2 separate regions of the Sus scrofa genome follow, and region 2 is linked to region 1. The links are chromatin contacts, called in public Hi-C maps. All regions are on one chromosome and are shown on one strand. The core of a region is the stretch at or near the end of the contact, and the rest is flanking DNA. Distances in the headings are between cores, read along the strand shown.

Region 1 (5,595 bases), core at 816-3,315:
CGATGAGTACCCAAGGCCCTGCCCTTTGTTCTCTTCCCTCTTAATGCTCTTCCTAAGCAATTTCATCCAGACCTGTGGCTTTAAATACCATCTATTAGACTGTACCAACGAAACTGCCAGCATGCAGCAGTTTGACCAAAAATAGCAATTTCATGATTCAAGTTAATAATCTGCCCCCAGATTCCAAAACTTTATTCAACTCTGATTCTCCCTGAACTCCAACCTAGTCCATTCAAATGCTTAAGTGACATTGCCACATAGATGACTTATAATCACAGAGGATAGCCTGTTTGGGCCAAAATAAGACATTTTGATTTCTCGTTTCTTCAGACCTGCTGTTCCCCCGTCTTGCCCACCTCAGCTAACACCACCACCACCCAAAACCACAGCAGTCAACCTTAATTCTTCTTTCCCTGAGCCCTCTCTATGCCCAATCCACCAGAGAACCTATTTCCAAACATATCCCAAATCTGTCCATGTCCTTTCCTCTCCGCTACCATCACTGTAGTTCAAGCCAGTATCAGTACTCACTTGGACTAATGCACCAGTAGCCCTCCTGACCAGTACCCCTGATTCTATTCCACTTGCCACAAGTTAGCATAAATGAGATCATAGCTTCTTATCACACCTGATGTAACATTTCAATTCAGTAACCTGTCATGTGATCTGGCCATTGCCTACCTCTCCGACCCAATCTCACGGCCCATCCTTCTCAGTCACAAAGCACCAACCACCCTGGCTTCTTTTCTATCATTCTGATTTGCCAAGCTCATTCCAAAAGGTATTTTTCTCACCCTGATATTTCCATGGCTACCTTTTGCTTGTTATTTAGATTTCAGGTACGTTCACCTTCTTGAAGAGAACTTCCTTGACTAAACACTCTATAGTGGCCACTATGACATGGCCTTATATTAATTTCCCAAACAGTATTTAAATTACTATCTGACATTTTATTGTTAGCTTTATTTTCCCCACTAGAACAGAATCTCCAAGTGGGCAGGAACCATGCTGTTTTTGGGTTACCAAGGCTCAGAACAATACCGGGGGCTGAAAAACCAAAAAATCTAAAACTTGTTGACTGACAAGTTTCAGGCCAAGCCTCATCTCAGCAACGGTGCTCCTGCCAGATCTTGATTTCCCTCTCAGCGGTCACCATCCCATGCTTATCACCCTTTTAAAAGTTAGGCGCCTCGCAGTTGTCCTCCATACCATAATTCCTTCACAGGAATTATTACATTCCAAAATCATTTTGTTTATTTATTTATTTTTGTCTTTTTAGAGCCGCACCCGCGGCATATGGAGGTTCCCAGTCTAGGGGTCTAATCAGAGCTATAGCTGCTGGCCTACACCACAGCTCAAGGCAACACCGGATCCTTAACTCACTGAGAGAGGCCAGGAATGGAACCCGCTACCTTGTGGTTCCCAGTCGGATTCGTTTCCGCAGTACTACGACGGGAACTCCCTCATTTTGTTCATTAAACCAGTCAATTTTCGTTTATCATTCCCAGTGGCATAGAAGCTCCAAGAGCACAATGACAGGATCTACATCAGGGCTGTCTCCCCAACTACTAGCATGGTGCCTTACACAGAATAGGCGGGCGACAGATCCCCCCCACCCTGGAAAGTTCCCGGGCAAGGGATCGAACCCGCCCAACAGCAGCGACCCAAGCCACTGCAGACAACGCCGGATTCTTAACTCGCTGAGTCACACGGGAACTCCAGCCAACAGACACACTTTGAATACAGGAAACGGGATGAGAAGCACTTTTAGTGTCCAGGACTCAAATGATTAGAGGACGGTTAAGTTTATGTGGGGTCTCCCCTGCCCGACGTCCAACAAACGCGAAAGGACACATGCACTACGGAAGGCACGCAGGTCCCCGCTGGGCGCAGCTCTGCCTGGTGGGGATCCTGCAGCGGCCGGGTTGAGGCTTGGGGTGGATGGCTACAGAGTGCAGCATGCAAGGGCATTCGGGTGAGCGCGCGCAAGCCATACGCACGTGGCAACAGCTCTCGCAGTCCCTGAGCTCCTCGAATCCTGGCGCGCTGGGCAACGTCATCAGCGTGCGCCGTGGGAAGAGGCGGAGGTTAAGGACATCCCTCCCCTTCCTACCGGCCAGTGGCGAGGCTGCTTCCCTGCTCCCACCTCGGCCTTTAGAGAACGTGGGATTATCCCACAGATCTGTTCCTTGTGCCCGCTTCACTTGTCCGGTGCAAACTGTGAAGGAGACATACTTTAAATGCAGGAAACGGCATGAGAAGCACTTTTAGTGTCCAGAACTCAGTTTCCCTCCCGCTGCTGCCTTGGCTTTCTTGTACTTTTGTCTTTTCTGAATGAACTCATTTATTTAACTCTTAGCTTTTTTTTTTTTTTTTTTTTTTTTTTTGCTTCGTAGGGCCAGGGGTGCGGCATATGGAGGTTCCAGGCTAGGGGTCGAATCAGAGCTACAGCTGCTGGCCTACACCACAGCCACAGCAACACGGGATTCTATCCGCGTCTATGACCTACACAACAGCTCACAGCAACAACAGATCCTTAACTCATTGAGTGGGGCTAGGGATCGAATCTGCCATCTCAAGGTTCCTAGCCGGATTCCTTTCCGCTGAGCCACTATGGGAACTCTAGCATATATTCTTAACCTCCATGTTCTGGCTGGTTACAGTAACAGTAATAATGAGCAAAGTATTTATTGAACGCCCATTAAGACACTTCACCTGTTCTCAGTTGATCGTCACAAAAACCCCATTTTACAGATGTGGAAGCTGAGGCTCAATGCAATGACTCCTTAGTTTTTTAACTCAAAAACTTAGAACTTTATACCTACTGGGGTTTTGTGTGTTTTTTGCACACTTTTTTTTTTTTTCCAGTCTTTTTAGGGCTGCACACGAGGCACATGGAGGTTCCCAGGCTGGGGGTCGAATTGGAGCTGTAGCTGCTGGCCCACACCACAACCATAGCAACTCGGGATCCGAGTCTAGTCTGTGACCTACACCACAGCTCGCTGCAACACCGCATCCTTAACCCCCTGAGTGAGGCCAGGGATGGAACCTGAGTCCCCATGGATGCTAGTCAGGCTTGGTAACTGCCAAGCCAGGACAGGAATGCCCACACACTTTTTCAACCCATAGTATATACACGTTACTCAGGATCCTATCAGAACACAGGTGGAACACTCCAAGTTTAATCAATAAGAATGTAACTGCCCAGGTAAAGAGATATGGGCAGGTTTAAGGAAACCAGCAAAGTACGGTGGGCCAGTGGCAGCCTGGCAACAGCAAAAAGTGGTTGCCACCTTCAGGCCTGAAGGGACAAAGGGAGAAATGGTGTTGTCAGCTAGAAGAGAGATGGAGCCATGGAAGAAGGGCATTCAACAGACGAAGGAAGTCACTGCCATAAGCACAGTGTTGAGGGAGAAGCATACTGGGTTATCTCTCCTTCAGTACTGAGTCCCTGAACTAAATGTCTCCCACTAGCCAAACCTAATCAGAAGCCTGAAGGCAAGAAACCTGGAGTGAGTGGTGTGCCAGGGTGAGCAGAGGACCTAGCCCAGGGGTCTTTTTAAAGAATCAAGCAACAGAGACAGTCAGAGGAAAAAGTGAAAGTCTTTATCTTCACCCCCTCCCACATTCCAGTCCCCTCCCAGTTCCAGGGCCAACTCTAGGGTAAGAGACTTAAAGATGCAACATTTGATGGATTTAGGTGCCTCACTTGCCTCACCCTAACTCCAGCCCTGCCCGGGACATGACAGTTTTTACCTGTTTAGTAGGTAAAGAGTCCAGGCTGTACCCTCTGGCTCTCTTCTAACAGAGGCCACTTGTTGATTCTTGGAATCTGAGCATTCCAGGCTTCTTTCCCTTCTGACACTCCCTGGTTGCATCTCATGCCTGTCTTCCAGCTCCATCTGGGAGACTTAGTTGCACAGCTCTGACTGGTCCTGTCTCCTCCACATTCTAATCCTCCCAGGGTAACACAACATTTCAGCTTTCACTTCACATGATGACTTCTAGATTCATTTGTTTGGCTCTGATCCTTCTCCTGACTTGGGTCCCATATCTCCAGCTATCTGCTGAGCAAGCATAGCCTGTTCAAGATCTCTGGGCCTGAGACAGCTCCCAGTCCTCCATATTCTCTCCTTCTGTAACAGATTTTGTGGCCCTCTCACTTGATCCTGTATGCTGCTGCAGATTAAGCTGCTAACTTGACCTTTTTAGGGCTACAGGCACAGCATGTGGAGGTTCCCAGGAGAGGGTCAAATTGGAGCTGCAGCGGCCAGCCCACACCACAGATGCAGCAAAGCAGGCAATGCCGGATCCTTAACCCACTTAACAGGGCCAGGGTTCAAAGCATGCTAATCTGGTTTGTTACCGCTGAGCCACAAGGGGAACTCTGCTAACTTGGCATTTAAATCACACCAATAAATGTGGTGGTTGATCCAGTTCATCTTTCTTGGATCACTGTAGCTCAAGCTCAGTTCTCCTCCAGTGAACTATCAGAAGTAAATCCCAGGATATAGGGCACATCTTCGTGGACTTGGTAAATAGAGGGGAGTCTTCTAGAGTTGAGAAATTTTGAATGCAAAAGGAATGATTAGGTTTGGACCTTTGACTAGGCTCTGATTTGTGTTTAAAAAGGGAGAGAGTGCAGCTGGAGTGAGGGAGAGCTTTCAGCCTCCCTGGGGGAAAGCTCTTGTTGTTGTTTTGGTAAAAAGAAAAGGAACATATCGCTGATGTCATAATGGGAAATAATAGCAAAGAAAGATTTTTCCTTATAAATAACTTGGTACCACAGTGCATAATTGGTTCATGCAATAAGGAACAGATGCTCATCAAATGAAGTTGAATTAGGGAATACTATAACTTGTAGAATTAAAGTATTTATTTTTCTGTTATGACCAGAGCATTCTTATTGTCTCAAATGTTTATACTTACTATATTCATTTGTTTTTGGTCTTTTTAGGGCTGAACCCACGGCATATGGAGGTTCCCAGGCTAGGGGTCTAATCAGAGCTGTAGCTGCTGGCCTGTGTTTGGACCTGCCCTTTGGAACCTGGGAAGGTCTTGCAGGCTGAAGCTTATTTCCTAAAAACAAGAAATGGGGGACACAGAAAGGCCTGTGCCCAGTAGCCCCATAGGGCCCAGCTTGGTTTCAAAAATACAAAGAAAAATTAGAGCTCTCATTGTGGCTCAAGGGCAACAAATCTAACTATGATCCTCAATCCCTGGCCAGGGATTGAAGGATCCAGCATTACCGTGAGCTGTGGTGTACATTGCAGGCAAGGCTCCCACCTGGTGTTGCTGTGGCTGTGGCTGTGGCATAGGCCCCGCAGCTACAGCTCCAATTTGACCCCTAGCCTGGGAACTTCCATATGCTGCAGGTGTGGCCCTTAAAAAAAAAAAAAAGGAAAGAAAAAAGAAAAATTGAATAGGACAAAGCTCCTAAGTATTCAGTCAACTGGGAGAGACAGTTAAATAACTACAGCAATGAGTTAAGGGCACAGGCAAGTATGATGATGTGCTCTGGCTGCTTTAAGGAGGAAACATTTCTCTCTGCTTGGCGGATCAAGAGATGGGAGGATACTTAGGAGTCACCCGCCA
Region 2 (5,353 bases), core at 39-2,538, 190 kb before region 1:
TCCTTTTGCACTTGTAGTTTTATTTATTTTTTGTCTTTTTAGGGCCGCACCCGCAACATATGGAGGTTCCCAGGCTAGGGGGGCAAGTCGGAGCTACAGCTGCAGGCCTATGCCACAGCCACAGCCACGCTTTGAAGCTGCCACTGGCTGCCCTGCGGAGCAGCGACGGGGAGGTGGCAGGGAGGTCGGCTGGGAGGCTATCGCAGTGCTCCAGACCGGAGATGACGGGGCTGGGATGGAGAGAAGCGGGTGGCGTGTTGGGACGCGGATTGGGTGGGTACAGAGGAGAGAGAAAAATGAGGCGCGCTGCTCGGCTCCGGCAGCGGGGAGGGTGGAGGAGGCCCCCAGGAGGAGTTGGGAGTCCCCAGCTTGGCAGAGACCGGTCTGGACCCGCCTCCTCCACCCCGCAGGTCTGCGCTGCTGGACGAGAAGCGGCGTCTAGAGGCGCGAATCGCGCAGCTGGAGGAGGAGCTGGAAGAGGAGCAGAGCAACATGGAGCTGCTCAACGACCGCTTCCGCAAGACCACGCTGCAGGTGCACACGCGGCGGCCGGCCCGGCCCGGCCCGCGAAGGGCCGCGCTGCCGCCACACGGCTGACCGTCTCTCCTCCACAGGTGGACACGCTGAACGCAGAGCTGGCGGCCGAGCGCAGCGCCGCCCAGAAGAGCGACAACGCGCGCCAGCAGCTGGAACGGCAGAACAAGGAGCTGAAGGCCAAGCTGCAGGAGCTGGAGGGCGCTGTCAAGTCCAAGTTCAAGGCCACCATCTCAGCCCTGGAAGCCAAGATTGGGCAGCTAGAGGAGCAGCTTGAGCAGGAGGCCAAGTAAGAGGTTTCTGCTGCATCTCTGCTACAGACCAGGTCCAGGTTCAGCCTGGAGTCCGAGGGGACAGACATGCCCCCTCTCCCTCAGGAGCTCCCTCGGCAGGGGAAGAAATGACAGGAACACGTGGAACCAGAGAGGAGGTGATGCAAGCCCTCAGGGAAGCCCTGTCAGCTCTCCCCAGACCCGGCTGAGGGCTGTGCCCCGTGATTTCCTGGGGCCAGAGTTACATCTTGACCCAAAGCGGATTGCCCAAGCTGGGGCCGTCACGTGAACTGCTGCAGTTTGTTGGCAGAGAAAAATAATGTGACCAAAAGCAGCTTTTCTTCTCCCCAGGAGGGGATTGCTTAACAGTCTCCATTCGGTTGGAGAAAACCACTCTGAAATGTACGAGGAGTTGCACAAGGCAGCTCGGGGCGGGCAGTCACCAGTCTCTGGGGACAGAGGCAGAGGCCGCCTCCTGCGGAGGAGCCTGGGGCCCCGAAGCGCAGCGTCTGTGCTCAGAGCCAGGCCCGCCTCCGGCACGGCCCGCACAGTCCAGGGCTGGTTTGCTGTTAGTTGTCATTAACGTAACCTGCCCTCCAGCGGACTCCAGCCCCACCCTGTCCGTTCTTGCATAACGTGTGTGAAGGATCAAAAGGACTTCTGGTCGCAGTGGAGTTCCCCAAATAAGCTCCTTCTCCTCCATGTGGACAGGGGAGGCCTGTCTACACCGGTGCAGATTTGACTCCTAACTAAAGTGGGCGGGGGTGTTCAGCAGGGGTGCTCTGGCATCTTTCATTTGTTTGGTTTTGTCTTTTTTTGTTTTTTGGTTTTAGGGCTGCACCTGCAGCCTATGGAGGTTCCCCGGCTAGGGATCAAATCGGAGCAGGATCTGAGCCACGTCTGCCACCTACACCACAGCTCACGGCAATGCTGTCTCCTTAACCCACTGAGCAAGGCCAGGGATCGAACCTGCCACCTCATGGTTACTAGTCGGATTCGTTTCTGCTGCGCCTCAGCGGGAACTCCCAGGTGCTCTAGCATCTTAATAGGTGGTTAGAAAATTTTAAGTTGAGACGACCACTTAATAAACTCTTTGTTTTGTTTCCCAGGCTAAAAAGTTAGGTGATTAGAGTAACCAGCTACAATTTTTGTCTTTAAAAACCCTCCACTTGATATGTGACAAGTAGCTTATATGTGACATTTGATCTTTGAAAGGTCACTCAATCAGTGTGACCAGAAAGAAATTTCTAGACCCTATTGATTATTCCAGAGGTACAGGGCCCGGAAAGCACTCTGACACAGGTCATCTTCCAGACAAAGAGGAAGGACTCTTCAAAAGCATTTCCCACGCATGAGACGGTCCTTTCAAGGCCGGTGGAAACGAACGTGCTGGTCATTTTCACAGGGAAAGAGCAGCCGCCAACAAACTGGTCCGCCGCACCGAGAAGAAGCTGAAGGAGATCTTCATGCAGGTGGAAGACGAGCGCCGCCACGCAGACCAGTATAAAGAACAGGTGAGGGGGCGGCGGGAGGCGAGGAGCCGCGTCCAAACCCCCGGGTTACCCCACTGGACCAGCCCAGTCAGCAAGAGCCGCTTCAAACTCCGTTCTAACGTGTCAGCACCCCCGCCAGCAGGGAATACGGAGCGGGTGGGGACCCCGCCGGCCTCCCAGGCGACCCAGATGTGGGGGAGAGGCGGGCGCCTGCCCGAGTGTGAGGCCTCATCTTAAAACTGTCACGTGTCCTCCACGGGAGTGGACGCTTCCCGAGTGCAGGATTCCTGCCCGCCTCACCCCACGGCCCTCTTGAATGCCTAGAGCAGCGTGGGCAAAGTTGGCAGTTGCTGCATGTTGGCAGGATGGAGGGATGGATGCAGGAGGTGTTGGATGGAAAAGGAATTGAAAGCAAGTGTTCTGCACGTGGGACCACAGTGGTCCTTCCGTCTGCGTCCAGGCATCTGGTTCCTTAGACTCAGGGCGTGTTCCCACAGGACTCGGGGCCGTGGCCAGGCCTGCACTAACCACAGTGGGGCGCTGAGGAGCCCCTGCCTGTGGCTCAGACGCCCCCCTCCTCTGTCCAGTCCGGCACCCGGCCCGGCCAGGCCTGGCCTTCCCGCCCTCAAGGCAGTTCTGGGTGGACGTCAGGGCGCGGGCCCGTCTCTGTGGCTCAGGAGGGATCGGTCCATAGGGCAGTCTGAGTTCTCGCGTCCGGTCCCGGAGTAGCTTTGTACTTGGATCAGAATGGATTGTTGGCACACCTACCCGTGTTGAAAGGCGGTGTCAAGTGGAACGTACCTTCTCCTGTTACTGATTGTCCCGCGTCGTGTGGGAACAGCACGTCCCTCACACAATCCCAGAGGTCGCGTCCGTGAAGATACTCAGCTGTCGCTTCTCTGCACAACACGCGGGTGGGCGAAAACAGAGTTTTAAAAAACTTTCTTTTAGCGTAATTGGCTTCGTGGACGCTGGTTTTGCTGAGAGTGGCAGTTTCCCGAAAGGCCTCAAGCCGGGCCCCGGTCTTGTGGGGCGGTGCCGACACTCGGGACACCGCAGTTTCTCGTGACTTGGTCTGTGTCCCTCCCCCAGATGGAAAAGGCCAACGCCAGGATGAAGCAGCTCAAGCGGCAGCTGGAGGAAGCGGAAGAAGAAGCCACACGTGCCAACGCGTCTCGGCGCAAACTCCAGCGGGAACTGGATGACGCCACCGAGGCCAACGAGGGCCTGAGCCGCGAGGTCAGCACCCTGAAGAACCGGCTGAGGTGAGCGGCCCGGAGCTGGCGAGCGGCGGGGGGGGGTCACACACGCCCCCTCGTTCCTGCCCCTTTACCGGCTGGGGGTTTCCGGCCCGCAGGAGTCCCGCCAGCTGGCTCCTTCTTCACCAGAGGCTCTGCGAGTTCCGATCGGGCTCAGCCAGGCCGGCGTCAGGCTGTGGCCGTGGCCCTCGTGAGGAGGGGCCGGAGCTCAAGGGCCCTGGCGCCACCAGCCCTCCTCCTGTCCTCGTCTCCGGGCTGCACTTGACATGCACCAGGGAGAGGGCAGAACCCGGGGAGCCAAGGCTAAACCTGCTCCCCCAGAAAGACAGCACAGGGGTCACAAGCCGTAGCCAGAGGGTGGGTCCCGTTCGGTGCAGCCAGGGCGCCGAGGACGGTGGTTCCATTTATAAAGGCTGCAAAAACAAAGCAAGCGCCTACACCAGGCCCCTGAGTGCCCACGAAGCCTAAGCCGAGCACTGGCTGTCCGCCCTTTGGGGAGAGGGGGCCTCTCCGAGGCCAGGGCTCCACGGAGCAGGGGTGGTGTTCCCCAGGCAGGGGTGCGGGCGGGCAAAGCAGGGCGCAGTCCGATCTGCCCCCACCCCGCCTGGGTGCTGTGTCCTGAGGGAGGGGAGGAAGTTTCAAGCTATCAGGTGGGGGAGCAACGCGCCCGCTCCGCGCTCTGTTCCTCCAGGCGAGGCGGCCCCATCAGCTTCTCCTCCAGCCGCTCTGGCCGCCGCCAGCTGCACCTGGAGGGCGCGTCCCTGGAGCTCTCGGACGACGACACAGAAAGTAAGACCAGTGATGTCAACGAGACGCAGCCGCCCCAGTCTGAGTAGGTCCGAGGACGAGGTGGAGGCGATGCGGCAGGACACGCAGGAAGGCAGCGGCGCCCCTGCCCGGGGCCTCCCCCGCGAGCTGGGGGGCGGCGGACGCGGGATGCCGGGCTGCGCGATCAACGGTGTCTTAAGGCCTTGCAGCCTCCACATGCTGTATCCTGCTCCAGATTTAGGTACAGTTGCTCCCCTTTTTATATATAGACCTCACACCGAACACACACACATTAAACAGGTCGTCTCATCGCATCTACTTTCCATCTACCCATCAAGAGACCATTTTATGATACGCGTTAAGAGAACCCTTTTTCAGACAAACTGCAGACTCCGCCGCCAGTGGCGGGGTTGTTGGGGCGGCCCCGGGGTCGCTGCCCGGTCCTCTGCATGCTCTGTCGTACGGACAGCTGACTTAGTTCTGTGTCCATGTGGCCCCTGCCGCCTCAGCCACATCAAGTCTCCTAGAACATTGTGGAATCTAAACTGCACTTGTAGCTCTCATTTCCTTCCAGTACTGATCACGATTCCAGGGCGCCAACTGTGAAAGGGGCCTCGGGGAGAGCAGGCGGGGTGGGCTGGCCTGGGGTGGGGGAAACGGCACCCGTGCCCCCTCCCTCGAGGCGCGGTGGCCGAGATGCAGCGGAGGCCCGGGGGCGGGGGGTAAGGGCAGCCAGCGCTTGGCCCCTGGGTGGCCTCCTTGAGGCCTCTGGCTTCGCCAGCCGTCGCCCTGCTTCCGGAGCAGAAGTTAGGGGACTTGCCTTGCCTCCTCCGCGCCACCCAGGCTCTCATGCTGACCTTGCAAATTCAGCCGCTGCTTTGAGCCCAAAGTGGGAATATTGGTTTTGTGTCCAAGACTTGTTCCAAGTTTGTCAGTGAGGTTGACAGAACGTCGAGCGCAGATGCCACCTGCCTGAGTGTTGACATGCCAGTGGATGTGACTCCTTTTTCGTTTCTCCTTTCCCTCC

Evidence for each region. A called contact is a pair of places that touch in the nucleus more often than the background predicts.
Region 2: a Hi-C map of embryonic fibroblasts shows a contact between it and region 1, with 2.0 times the contacts expected there. The contact joins the enhancer-like site here to the promoter of PFAS in region 1. A contact is called at or near these places in 3 of 47 Hi-C or Micro-C datasets (embryonic fibroblasts, epiblast stem cells and retroperitoneal adipose tissue) and 1 of 2 datasets of contacts at active chromatin or transcription factors (alveolar macrophages).

The regions. Positions count from the first base shown.
Region 1 is chr12:53,454,871-53,460,465 of Sscrofa11.1, reverse strand. PFAS (phosphoribosylformylglycinamidine synthase) reads right to left here and starts at 2,065. Exons shown (of 33, transcript XM_003358276.4): 1 at 2,001-2,065. The coding sequence starts at 2,060.
Region 2 is chr12:53,648,111-53,653,463 of Sscrofa11.1, reverse strand. MYH10 (myosin-10) reads left to right here. Exons shown (of 44, transcript XM_021067863.1): 40 at 411-534; 41 at 615-823; 42 at 2,212-2,320; 43 at 3,392-3,564; 44 at 4,250-5,353. The coding sequence ends at 4,394. Among named protein-coding and RNA genes, the nearest start is that of NDEL1, 49 kb to the right of the region's middle. Within about 2 kb of position 1,288, at least 31 of the 83 cell types and tissues checked have an H3K27ac peak or open chromatin away from gene starts, as enhancers often do. A contact at or near this core is called in alveolar macrophages, embryonic fibroblasts and retroperitoneal adipose tissue, where this site is marked.